3 separate regions of the Mus musculus genome follow, and all the other regions are linked to region 1. The links are chromatin contacts, called in public Hi-C and promoter capture Hi-C maps. All regions are on one chromosome and are shown on one strand. Each heading gives the region's core, a stretch centred on a gene start, on an enhancer-like site or on the middle of the called end of the contact. The rest is flanking DNA. Distances are from core to core; before and after follow the strand shown.

Region 1 (3,221 bases), core at 123-2,622:
CCATTCTCCAGGGAATTGGGAATCCAGGGTTTGTCGTGTCCTGGGGCTGTTTCTGGTGAGTTTTCAGGTATGGAGGAAGAAATGACGGCAGGAGCCTCTCTGAAAAGGAGTCTCCCTCCAAGTACAGAAGTATTGAACAGTCTGCCAGACAGGTGGGCACAGATGGGGCAAAATCGGTCACATGCTGGGAGAATGGACAGTGGGGACAGAGCATGCCCTTGCAACTGTAGCAGGACAGGAGGTCCAGGGTTCTGGGTCCAACAGTCCTGTTAGTTAGGAGAAGGGTCAGGCCTAGCCAAGGCCCTGCTGAGACACACTGTACACAATCTAACAGGATTCGTTGAAGAATATACTCTGGACTTGCACTGAAAATTCTCCTTGTCATCAATAGCCCTGGACCAGAAGCTACACTCACGGACCACATAAGGGCCCCAACCAACCAGTATCCAGAGTGCAAGGATGGGGGTCTCAAGCTCCTGCACATGGCCAGGAGGGGTGGATCGGTGAACAACATCAAGGGCTTTCGGACAAGAGAGGAGGACAGAACAAAGCATCTGTCCACTGGCAGAGTCCATCCTATGACCTAGAAATGGATATAGGGGTCAGGAGGGATGCCTGAGTAAGAAACAGGGTGGCCCCTCCTGAGAACCAGCCCCCCTCTTCCTGGAACCTCTCTGTCATGAGCACACTGTGCCCAGAAAAATAGATGGAATGTGCTTGTGTTTTCTGTGTCAAAATTTATTGACTAACAATGAACATATAAGATTTAGCAGTTTCAATAACACGTTTTACATATAGTCCCACCTGCTTGGGTAGCCTGGCCTAAGGTAAAGGCAGATTCTCTTGTTCTAACTTTAATTACTAATGTTAACGCTGACATCACATAGCACACAGCGAATCTATCTCTCTATCTGTATGCATATGCATGGATTACAGAGTGACTGCGCAGAAATGGCAGCAGAGTTCAGAAGGTCTCAGAAGTAGGTTGAGCGTCTGTATTGGTAAGTTTAGTACCAGATTAGTACCAACAGGGTAACTGGGGAAGGATGCATTCTCTATGTGTCTAAGTAGGGCACTGCAGAGCAGGTAACCTGCCAGGCTCCAAGAGGAAACCTTTGCTACAAAGGAAGACCTTTGTTCCTGGGGAAGCTCTGTCCCTCCCTAATCCTTAGACATCTGTGACACACATCTCACTACCGATCACAAAGTTCTTTGGCACATGAACTAAGTCAGTTAGTGACCCTGAATGGGCTTGTGGTCTGCACCCCTGGGTGTGATCAGCAAGCAAACAAGTCTCCCTAAACAGTAAACGGGGGCTCTAGGAAGACGCTGGTCCCTCCCTCCGGTCAGCTTCACTCCAGGTCTCCGGGGAAACCGCTTCAGGCAACAGTGTTCCTTAGCTCTCACAGCAAGCCCTTACTCCTATTTCCAGGGAAACCTGGGCACTCAGCGTCCTGGTTGCCACAGCAACACTCATGGGCTTGTTTGGCGTGTGGTCTCCACAATCAAGGTGGGGCATCTGGGTGCTCAGGAGCAAGTGAATTCAACGGGCCAAACCAGCACAGTGGCTCCAGGTACTGCACACAGGAAGGTACTGGGTGGTTGAGGCTCAAAGAAGAGACGTGCTGAGGAGCCCAGGTACAAACTATTTGAGGTCCTGTGCTTCTGCCCAAGATGAGCTCCACTTCCAGCAATCCTGATGATGGAGACACCACGGAGCAGTCTCAGCTGGGGTTGGACACAGTGATCAAGGTCAGTGAAGTGGCTGCCCCCTCCGTGACCCCTGGAGAGCAGGTCTTGAGAGCACTTTTAAATAGGACGCTGCCCGCTGCCTGCTGCCCGGCGTGCAGCTGCACCCCCTCCTCCCACCCCCCACCAGGAGCACATTCTACCTGCGCACATGCTCAGTGTGAATATGAGCGTGCAAGTGCAGATCTCCAGACAGGCGAAGTGGCTCAGAAAGCCAGCACCCCTCTGGAGTCCTAGGCTTGCAGCCTGCACACCAACGTGGAAGGGACAGGGTGAGGGGCTCCACTGTGTTAGTGGCTAGGTATGGGAGCAATTGAGTCTGAGCTTAGAAGAGGGGCTTCAATTTGGAGATAACCCCAGTACCCACTCTATAAACTGCAGAAGTTCCATTTCTATCTTCACAGAACTTACCTGGAAAATAGGAACAACACAACTGGTCCTGTATCCCTGTCCCCCTCACCATGTCCCATTACTAAAAGCCCACCTACTTGCCAGCCCACATCCCTACACTGTCATCATCCAGCCACCCCAGCCAGACAGTCCCCGACCACTGGGGACTCACTGTACCCCAGATGGACCTGCTGACTCAGAGAGTTCATTAACCCAGCTCTCAGACCCTCAAAGCCATGCTGCAGGGGGTTGACATGGTCCTAGGTAAACAATATATCAGATCCCCTGAGAGGAGTAACCAACCGCACAGATGGTGTCAGGTGGCTAAATAGCCTGTTAGCATCTTTGTACACATAGACATACACATCTGCCCACATAGGACAGACCGTGATGCAAACAGAATATTAAAGTCAGTTGGGGTGGAGGAGATGGCTCAGTGGGTGAAGACAGTTGCCTCCGAGTCTGATGACCTGAGCTTGATCCCTGGAAGTCACGTGGTAAAGAAATCCAACTCCAAAATTTACCCTCAGACATCTACACACACACTACGGCACATACACACCCCAAACCCACACACAACTAAATAAATGTAATTAAAACAATAAGTTAATTGATGCAACAAGAAAAGAGAGTGTCCTGGGTGGGTACTCTCACCTGAGCGGACACTGGCACACTTCTACCCAAAGGGTCTCAGGCTGAATTCTGACGGCAAGGCCGGTGATGGGTTCAGAAAGAGAGTCAGCACACCAGAGCTCACAGAACACTCACAGCCCAGCACCCATTGGCTCATACATCATCCTGTAAGGACCTGACCAGCTAGCTCCTCGGAGACTTGATGGTGGGAGGGCATGTCTGTATGTGTGCCCACGTTCTTGAGGTAGAATCCCAGAGTGATGCAAACATCTCTGGGCATGGTTGTTGTGGGGTGGAGGGCTCTGCATGTACCTAAGCCCACTGTCCCTGGGAAGCTGAAAGTCATACCAAGCCTGGTGAGGCTTTTCTGTCTGCCCAGCCACACCTGCTATTTGCGCAGCAGTGATTGAGATCTCTGTGCAATTACCTGAGGTGAACATGCAGCAGGC
Region 2 (3,564 bases), core at 159-2,658, 160 kb after region 1:
GCTACTCAGCAACATAAACACTGTGATGGAGGAGGCTGAGCCTTACCCTGGGCCCCACTGGCCAGTTCCCAGTTGTGTTGGGCATCAGAGTTCATCTCCCCAGGCCCACTCTTTCTGCCAATGTCGAGGCAATTGACCAGATCTGGCAGCTGTACCGAACTATCATATGTGAGGTCCATGTAGTGGTAGAAACCAGGAATCAGGAAAGTGATATTCTAGGGAATAAAATAGTGACATTTCAGAACCTAGGAGGATCCACTGTGACCCACTGAACTCATCCTCCTTGGAAAATGAGAATAGCAGCAATGTGAATGAACAGTTCAGTTCTCAGAATGGGAAAGATCCTGGATCACACACTTTTGGTTCCCTGGCACCTCACACATAATTCAGAATGTTTTTATTGTCTAATAAAAAAGACAAACAATGCACTGTAAGGCAGGTTATGCAAATACCTATATGTCTTCCAAGTAGATACCTGGCCTTTGACTTCACATTTGCCTAGAGCAGGGACCCTGTATTTGCCAAGCTAACAACTTTAGAGCTCTTGGTCCAAGAACACTGATGGGCACCCATCAAGGCCATATTACCAGACCAAGAGCTGCTCACACAGATGCTGCTTCCAAGCCTGTATGCAGCCCCCAAGCCTGAACAACTGTCTGTGCCACAAGAATCCAAGTAACTCTAACCTCAATGAGGGCGAAGGATTTATAGCTATGAGGTTCTCTGAGAGGTCTCAAAGCCTATAATACTCCTACAGAAAGCCAGATGCTAGCTGCTTTTTAATCAAGAATAACTCAATTGGAAGTGAATTTGAGGTTAGTTACTCGTTTGGGTCTTACTAAAAAACAGAATAACCTTTTTAGAGCCTCATATGAGATACTTTAACACACACAGTCACACACAGTCCAGGATTACCTAGCAGAAACAAGAAAAGATAGAGGCTCCTGCCTTGGAGTTAGATCCCAAGTGATCAAGGTGCCCAGTAAAGGGTCACAGGCACCTGCATCCAGGAACCATCCGGTGAGTCTGGTGGGCACTCAATGCTGTCAAAAGCTGGGGAGGGATATGCCAATGCCAAAAGCTGGCAGTAGGTGGCTTCCCAAGGCTGCTCCACAATCCCTCGTCAGCACATAGGAGCTATGTACCCTCCCAGAAGGCTCAGAACACCACTAGGGTCCATTCCCCACACAAAAAGAGGCCGTGGGAGCAGTTGAGGCATGACTTCTGAAGCTGAGGTGACCCTTAAAAAGCAGGACATGAATGCCCAAACAGCATCTAAGCCAGAAACAGGAGCTATCAAGGCCTCAGAGTTACTCAGCAAGTGGGTCACCCTAGCTGGCACCACATGAAGCAAAATGGCCGTTCTCTTCTAAGCCTGATCCAGTAGGCTGACTCATAGCTAAAGTATGACTTGGAGTGTGTTAAACATTGTCTACGAAGGCTTGTACAGAACCATGATGGGACTGCACCCTACAGGTCTGCCTGAGGATAAAGGGAAAGTTAAGGCCTGAAGCCTGGTGAGTAAAACATCTACCCAACCCCCAGCCCAAGAAGAGAAGACCCCTTCTCCCCACTGCCTACTAACCAACCGTGCTCAGGATGTGCGAACAAACAGTATCTACAGTGTCACCAAAACCTGGGTCAATGGGCCAGACCAGAGCCAGCTGGATAGAAACAGAGATGCTAAGCAGAGGACAATCTTGCTCCTCTGGAATGACCCAGGAGACAGTCAGTCCAAAAGTAGCCACTGATGTGTGGCCCAGGGAAATGAGATGGTTGGTTATGAATAGGATGGTATGGCCTGTTGTTAGCTTTACAGCCCATCAGGTTCAAATACTCTGACGAATGCAGAATGGTTTCATCAGATACTGAGGAGCTAGGAAAGGAGGCAAGCCTACCTTGCCCAGGAGCTCTGTCTTTCCATAACCAAACAGCATTAGTGCAAAGCTGTGGTTGACTCCATAAATTGTGCCATCTGGCAGCAGAGTGATGAGGCCACTGATGGTGCAGAACACCCACACAGAAGCCTGGTAACCTGGTTCAGAGGCCGCCTCACTGTCAGCTACAGCCCTTCCACTGGGCTTGGATTTCAGCTTCAAACTGAGAGGGAAGGTGGTGCCGTCTCTGGCTCTCCCAACAGACCTTTGAATCTTGAGACTCTGAAAGACAGGACAGTCCCACTCATCATTACAGCAGTACTGTGTAGGCACAATTCCGATGTTTTAGATCCCAGCCTCACTCACATAACCGAGCTAGAAATATCCCCCATCTATGCTGTTCCAGCCCACCCTGCCCCAAGAATTTGGAACCTTGGCAATTGCAGCAACAGGCTGGGAGGACTCTGGGCCCAGAACAAATGCATAATAATGACCAAGGTACAAACCAATAAGGGGACTGGTCCCAGCCTCATCCCTAGTAGGCATCTGTGCCAAGCTGCAGCCTTCTGGCATCCATAGGCTGCATGCACTCCTCTCCTTAGCTCCAAATCTGGAAGGGAAAGAAGAGGTGCCTCTCCCGCACCTCCTGGTCTCAGTGAAAGCAGAATCCATCTATGAGAGTGGCTGTGGTGATTAGGGTCATCACGACAGAGTCTAGAACCAGCTTCAGGACAGGCCTCTGGGCATGCCTGTAGGGAGTGATCTTGACTGCACTGGCTTAGGTGGGGAGACCCACCCACTGTGGCTGGGGTCCTAGACTGTACAAGTGGCGAGGGGAGCTGAGCATGCAGCATTCAGTCATCACTCTCTGCTTCCCAAGGGTGATGTGCTGCAACTGAGCAGCCGCATCACACTCCTGTCGCCTTAGACTGTACCTTCAGCTGTAAGCCAAAAGAAACCTTTCCTTCCTTTCTTTCTTTCTCTCTCTCTTTCTTTCTCCCTCTCTTTCTTTCTCCCTCTCTTTCTTTCTCTCTCTCTCTCTCTCTCTCTCTCTCTCTCTCTCTCTCTCTCTCTCTCTCTTTCTTTTTCTTCCTTCCGAGACAGGGTTTCTCTGTGTAGTCCTGGCTGTCCTGGAACTCACTCTGTAGACCAGGCTGACCTGGAACTCAGAAATCCGCCTGCCTCTGCCTCCCGAGTGCTGGGATTAAAGGTGCGTGCCACCACTTCCTGGCCCTTTCTTTCTTAAGTTGCTTTTGCCAGTCTTTTATTCAGAGCAACAGGAAACACCACTAAAACAGTACCCATAATTCCACACCCATGTTCTGTCCTTCCACACTAGAGCTGGTTTCCTGCTGTCACTCTGAGGGACCATCACATCTATCTTTTCAGCTCCACCCCCAACATACAACCAAGTCCTTACATTATATACTATCTGCTTCTATTATTTGGAAGGCATGTGATTTTCCAATAAAGAGTATGATTAGAGCCAGGCATGGTTGTGTACACTGTATTCATAGTATTTGGACAGCAAAGGCAGGTGGATCTGTGAGTATGAGGCCAGTTCTAGGACACAGAGAGTTTTAGGACAGCAAAAACTACAGAGAAACCTTGTCTCAAATAAAGTAAAAAAAAAAAAAAAAAAAAAAACAAAAAACAAAACTTGACTAGTACGGTGTTCCTAACAAGG
Region 3 (3,460 bases), core at 280-2,779, 210 kb after region 1:
GGGAGGTGCCAAGGCCTAAAGCTGCTGAGAGGGCTTGGAGACCTGAGCCTGAGGTTCTCGGAGATATCTTAGAAGGGAGCAGAGGGGAAAGAAGGAGACAGGGGAGTGGCTCACTGACTGGCCAGAACCAAGGAGCGGAAGAGCTAGGCCCTGAGAAGGTGCACATGCCTGTTGAGGTTAGGCCTGTACCTTGCCCTAAGTGCCTCCATATTGTGTAAAACAGTGACCACCCCTGAGACATTGCATTTACAAGCAGCTTTGTACTCTCTTGAGGATGGAAGGTACACCACCTGTTCCACACCGTCCACGTGGCAAGACTACTGAATGGTCATCCTGGGAATAGGGAGGGTACTACTCTGTAATTTATCATAGTGGGTTGGGACTGTGGGGGATATGAGCATATTAATATCATATCAGGAAAGTCAAGCCTAAGAACTTCCTGGGCACAGCAGGCCAAGGAAACTATGGAGCTCCTACATGTGAGGAGTCCATAGAGGAGTAGACATTAGCAGTTGGCTGGTGAGAGTCCCCACTGACCTGTCTCCTCACTGCCCTGCATGCATCAAGGACTGACTAACAGGCAAAGAAGTGACTCTTCCAGAGGCTTCCGGTCGTCTGGGTGCACTGCTGACACAGCTGTCACCGTTGCAGATGCCATCTGCCCTCCTCCCATCTCCGTTGTCACTCAGCCCCTTCCTTTGTCTGGACCCCGACTTGCCCTTTTGCCTCCTCAAACAGCCGGACTCAGCTCTACCGCCTCACTCTCAAACCTGCAGTCAGGGGTCCTGACTCAGCCACAGTTTCCCCAAGTGCTCCGGTCCTGTTTACCTCATTGTCAGAGACTCGTGGCCCTGAGTTTCCCAGCTTTGGCTTCTCAGGCCTGTTGGAAACTCTGAAACTCCTTGCATCTTTAACCCCTTACAACCATTCTATAATCTACACATATACATATATAGAGAAATTTACTGTGTGATATGTAGTGTATCATGAGAGTAATTAAGATTAGAATACAGTAACCTGTGTTTGCCTCAGCAAGGACTGCAGGAGTATCTGGCAAATTGCTGCCATTGAAAATGCTGTACCTCGTGAATTTGTCAATAAAATGTGATACTGTGAGAAAACACAACTGTTCGTCTGTGTTTCTGACAGTGTGTTCCCAAGAACGTCCAAGCTCACACTACCAGAAATGGTAAAGCCCTCTCCCCCATGAAGCTTCACCCCCACATAAACAGGGCCACCTGACAGGGGATACCTATGGCTGGCCCTATAACCACCATCTCCCTGGACTTCCCTTATGGAAGCCCGGCCTGCTGCCACGGAATCTCTAAACAAATAGGGTACCTGAGGCACCTCGAATTTGCATGTAGGGTGTGTGAAGGAAAAGTGGGCTGGCTGTTTGCTGGCTCAGAGTCCCACACCCTCTTTTCAAACAGGCAGATCCTGTCCAGAGACACAATCAGAGACCTCACCCTGGTGGCTGACTGCACTTAGTACCTCTCTTGTCTGCTTCCAGCCCCCTTACCCTGTGCAGTGAGGCAAGGGCAGGTGAGCGGCTGCCACAGCTCAGGCAGAGCCCAGGAGACTGGGGTGGCTGGCCCTGATTTTGCTCCTGCTGGAACCAGGCTTGTGTTGATGGGCTGGCTGTGAACTCTGAGGTCTCCTCTGGAAGCCACTGTGCCAGGTAGGGTGGTGTCCTCCTCCTGGATGCTTGGGCCATGGGGAGGACAGGAGGGACTGCAGAAAATATGAGCCACTGGGGCTCCTGGCTCTGAACGCCGAGCAGCGGGGCTGGGGCTTACTCTTGGGCCCCAGAAGCCTACCTGGCACAGTGTCTTCTCTAAGCTCTAGAGAGGCAGGGACAGTGTTCAGTGTGGCTTTGAATAGGGCACCCTACCCTAAGGACACAGCATTCCACCTGCTCATAACAGACCGCGTCTGAAGTCTCTGGTTGGTACTCCTTTGTCTTCCCTGTCCCACCCATCAGATGACATATGCCCCAGAGCCTTTGTCCAAGGGCATCCTTTGGTTCTCATTGGCTCCTGGGGTCCTCACATTGTAGTACCGAGTCCTAGCAGGTTTGGGCTTATGTCTACCATTCCAGGCCTCCATTTATCTAAAATGGGGAAGTAGAATGAGAGCGATGTCATTCCCTTCCCACCCACCGGAACAACAGCCCTGCTCCCAGCCACCTCCTTCCAGGACCACAGGTCACAGGCTGGCATGGAAAGCCCATAAAACTCCATAAGTGACTGTGCTCTTCCTTGCAGGGAGAGCCTGGGGTCCTAGCAGTAGTTCCTCCAGAATTGCAAAAAAGGCAGATGGCTTTATAGGGCACTGTCTATCCTCCATGGCCCAAATGGCCCAAATGACCCTCCTCTATAAGAAGGGGCTGGGGGGGTCTGTGTGGCAGCCTTATAGTAAGCCTTACCCAGAATGAAAGGGAGCCCCACACTTGGTGGGTGGGTGGATGGATGGACGGACAGACGGATGGACAGATGGATGGATGGATGCTAGGCTCTTAAATACCAGCTATCATTCAGTGGCTGGCTCTTTTCCTGGAGCTACTGAGCCAGGATGTCAGGATCCTCACATGCCCACATTAGGATAGTACTGTCCAGCCCTAGCAGTGCCCCTGTTAGTCTATGAGCCAGCCTCCTCACCTGTAAAATAGGCTTGCTGCAGGCTCTGCCACAGTGTCAGGACTGGCTCTCATTGGTGTCCTCTCTAACCACTCCATCCTCTGACTCCCTGGCCTTGGTGTGGCGCAGGAGTGACATGCTGCGGGGGCAAGCGCGAGAAGAAGACAGCGTGGTGCTGATCGACATGGCCTCCCCTGAAGCAGGGAATGGATGCTCCTATGGGAGCACAGCCCAAGCCTCAGAGGTACCCTCAACCCCAGGGGCAGTGTTCAGCATGCTGAACCCACCCTTCTTCCTCCTCCCTGGGCTTTGATCATAAGGCTTCTGTGTGCTGTGTGATTTGGGAGGCCTCCCATCCCAGTCAGGACTTAGCTATACTCTTGCCCTGTCCTAGAGCCCTTGAAAAGTGGGTGCAGCATCCAGGTGCACCCCCATCCCTGGATGACAAGGGGACAGATGTCTCCTTGACACACAAGTCACCATTCACCTCCCTCAAACTTGGAGGAGGCAGGATCAGGGGAAGGGAGAAAAGATAAAGTCAGGACAAGGTCCAGGGTTTGGTCCCTCTCTGCCAGAACCACTGTGATATTAGTCATGAAATACAGGATACCCATGTTACACTCCACAGACCCAAAGAATCTAAATAGGAGGGAAGGCACAGTGAGGCTGCTGGAATCTCACTTAGCAGGGGGAATAAAATAGTCATAAGGGGCGGGAACTGGGTGGGAGAGGGCATGGGGAGGGGAATGAGGGGATTCAGGATCAGGTGTTAGGAAGGACAGGAGGAATGACTAGATGATCATGAGTGTGAATGGAAATCT

Evidence for each region. Promoter capture Hi-C pulls out the DNA fragments that hold promoters and counts their contacts. A called contact is a pair of places that touch in the nucleus more often than the background predicts.
Region 2: a contact with region 1 is called in a Hi-C map of embryonic fibroblasts, with 2.0 times the contacts expected there. The contact joins the enhancer-like site here to the promoter of Crocc2 in region 1. A contact is called at or near these places in 11 of 39 promoter capture datasets (the C10 cell line, the SN4741 cell line, Sertoli cells and 7 more), 4 of 15 datasets of contacts at CTCF or cohesin (the NIH/3T3 cell line, large pre-B cells, pro-B cells and 1 more), 11 of 484 Hi-C or Micro-C datasets (the C10 cell line, the N1E-115 cell line, embryonic fibroblasts and 6 more), 8 of 115 datasets of contacts at active chromatin or transcription factors (the NIH/3T3 cell line, craniofacial prominence, embryonic hindbrain and 5 more) and 4 of 9 other capture datasets (adipose tissue, embryonic stem cells, liver and 1 more).
Region 3: a promoter capture Hi-C map of hippocampal neurons shows a contact between it and region 1, with 4 times the contacts expected there. The contact joins the promoter of Ano7 here to the promoter of Crocc2 in region 1. A contact is called at or near these places in 15 of 39 promoter capture datasets (the C10 cell line, cranial neural crest, embryonic stem cells and 7 more), 4 of 15 datasets of contacts at CTCF or cohesin (the NIH/3T3 cell line, embryonic stem cells, large pre-B cells and 1 more), 11 of 484 Hi-C or Micro-C datasets (the G1E-ER4 cell line, cortical neurons, embryonic stem cells and 4 more), 3 of 115 datasets of contacts at active chromatin or transcription factors (embryonic stem cells, pancreatic cancer cells and stem cell-derived neural progenitor cells) and 4 of 9 other capture datasets (adipose tissue, embryonic stem cells, liver and 1 more).

The regions. Positions count from the first base shown.
Region 1 is chr1:93,167,051-93,170,271 of GRCm38.p6, forward strand. It overlaps Crocc2 (ciliary rootlet coiled-coil, rootletin family member 2), which reads left to right and starts at 1,373. Exons shown (of 32, transcript NM_001310428.1): 1 at 1,373-1,752. The coding sequence starts at 1,675.
Region 2 is chr1:93,325,318-93,328,881 of GRCm38.p6, forward strand. Pask (PAS domain containing serine/threonine kinase) reads right to left here. Exons shown (of 18, transcript NM_080850.2): 7 at 1,899-2,159; 8 at 47-215. Among named protein-coding and RNA genes, the nearest start is that of Pask, 16 kb to the right of the region's middle. Within about 2 kb of position 1,409, at least 25 of the 459 cell types and tissues checked have an H3K27ac peak or open chromatin away from gene starts, as enhancers often do. A contact at or near this core is called in the NIH/3T3 cell line, the SN4741 cell line and embryonic fibroblasts, where this site is marked.
Region 3 is chr1:93,372,367-93,375,826 of GRCm38.p6, forward strand. It overlaps Ano7 (anoctamin 7), which reads left to right and starts at 1,530. Exons shown (of 24, transcript NM_207031.2): 1 at 1,530-1,681; 2 at 2,769-2,883. The coding sequence starts at 2,776.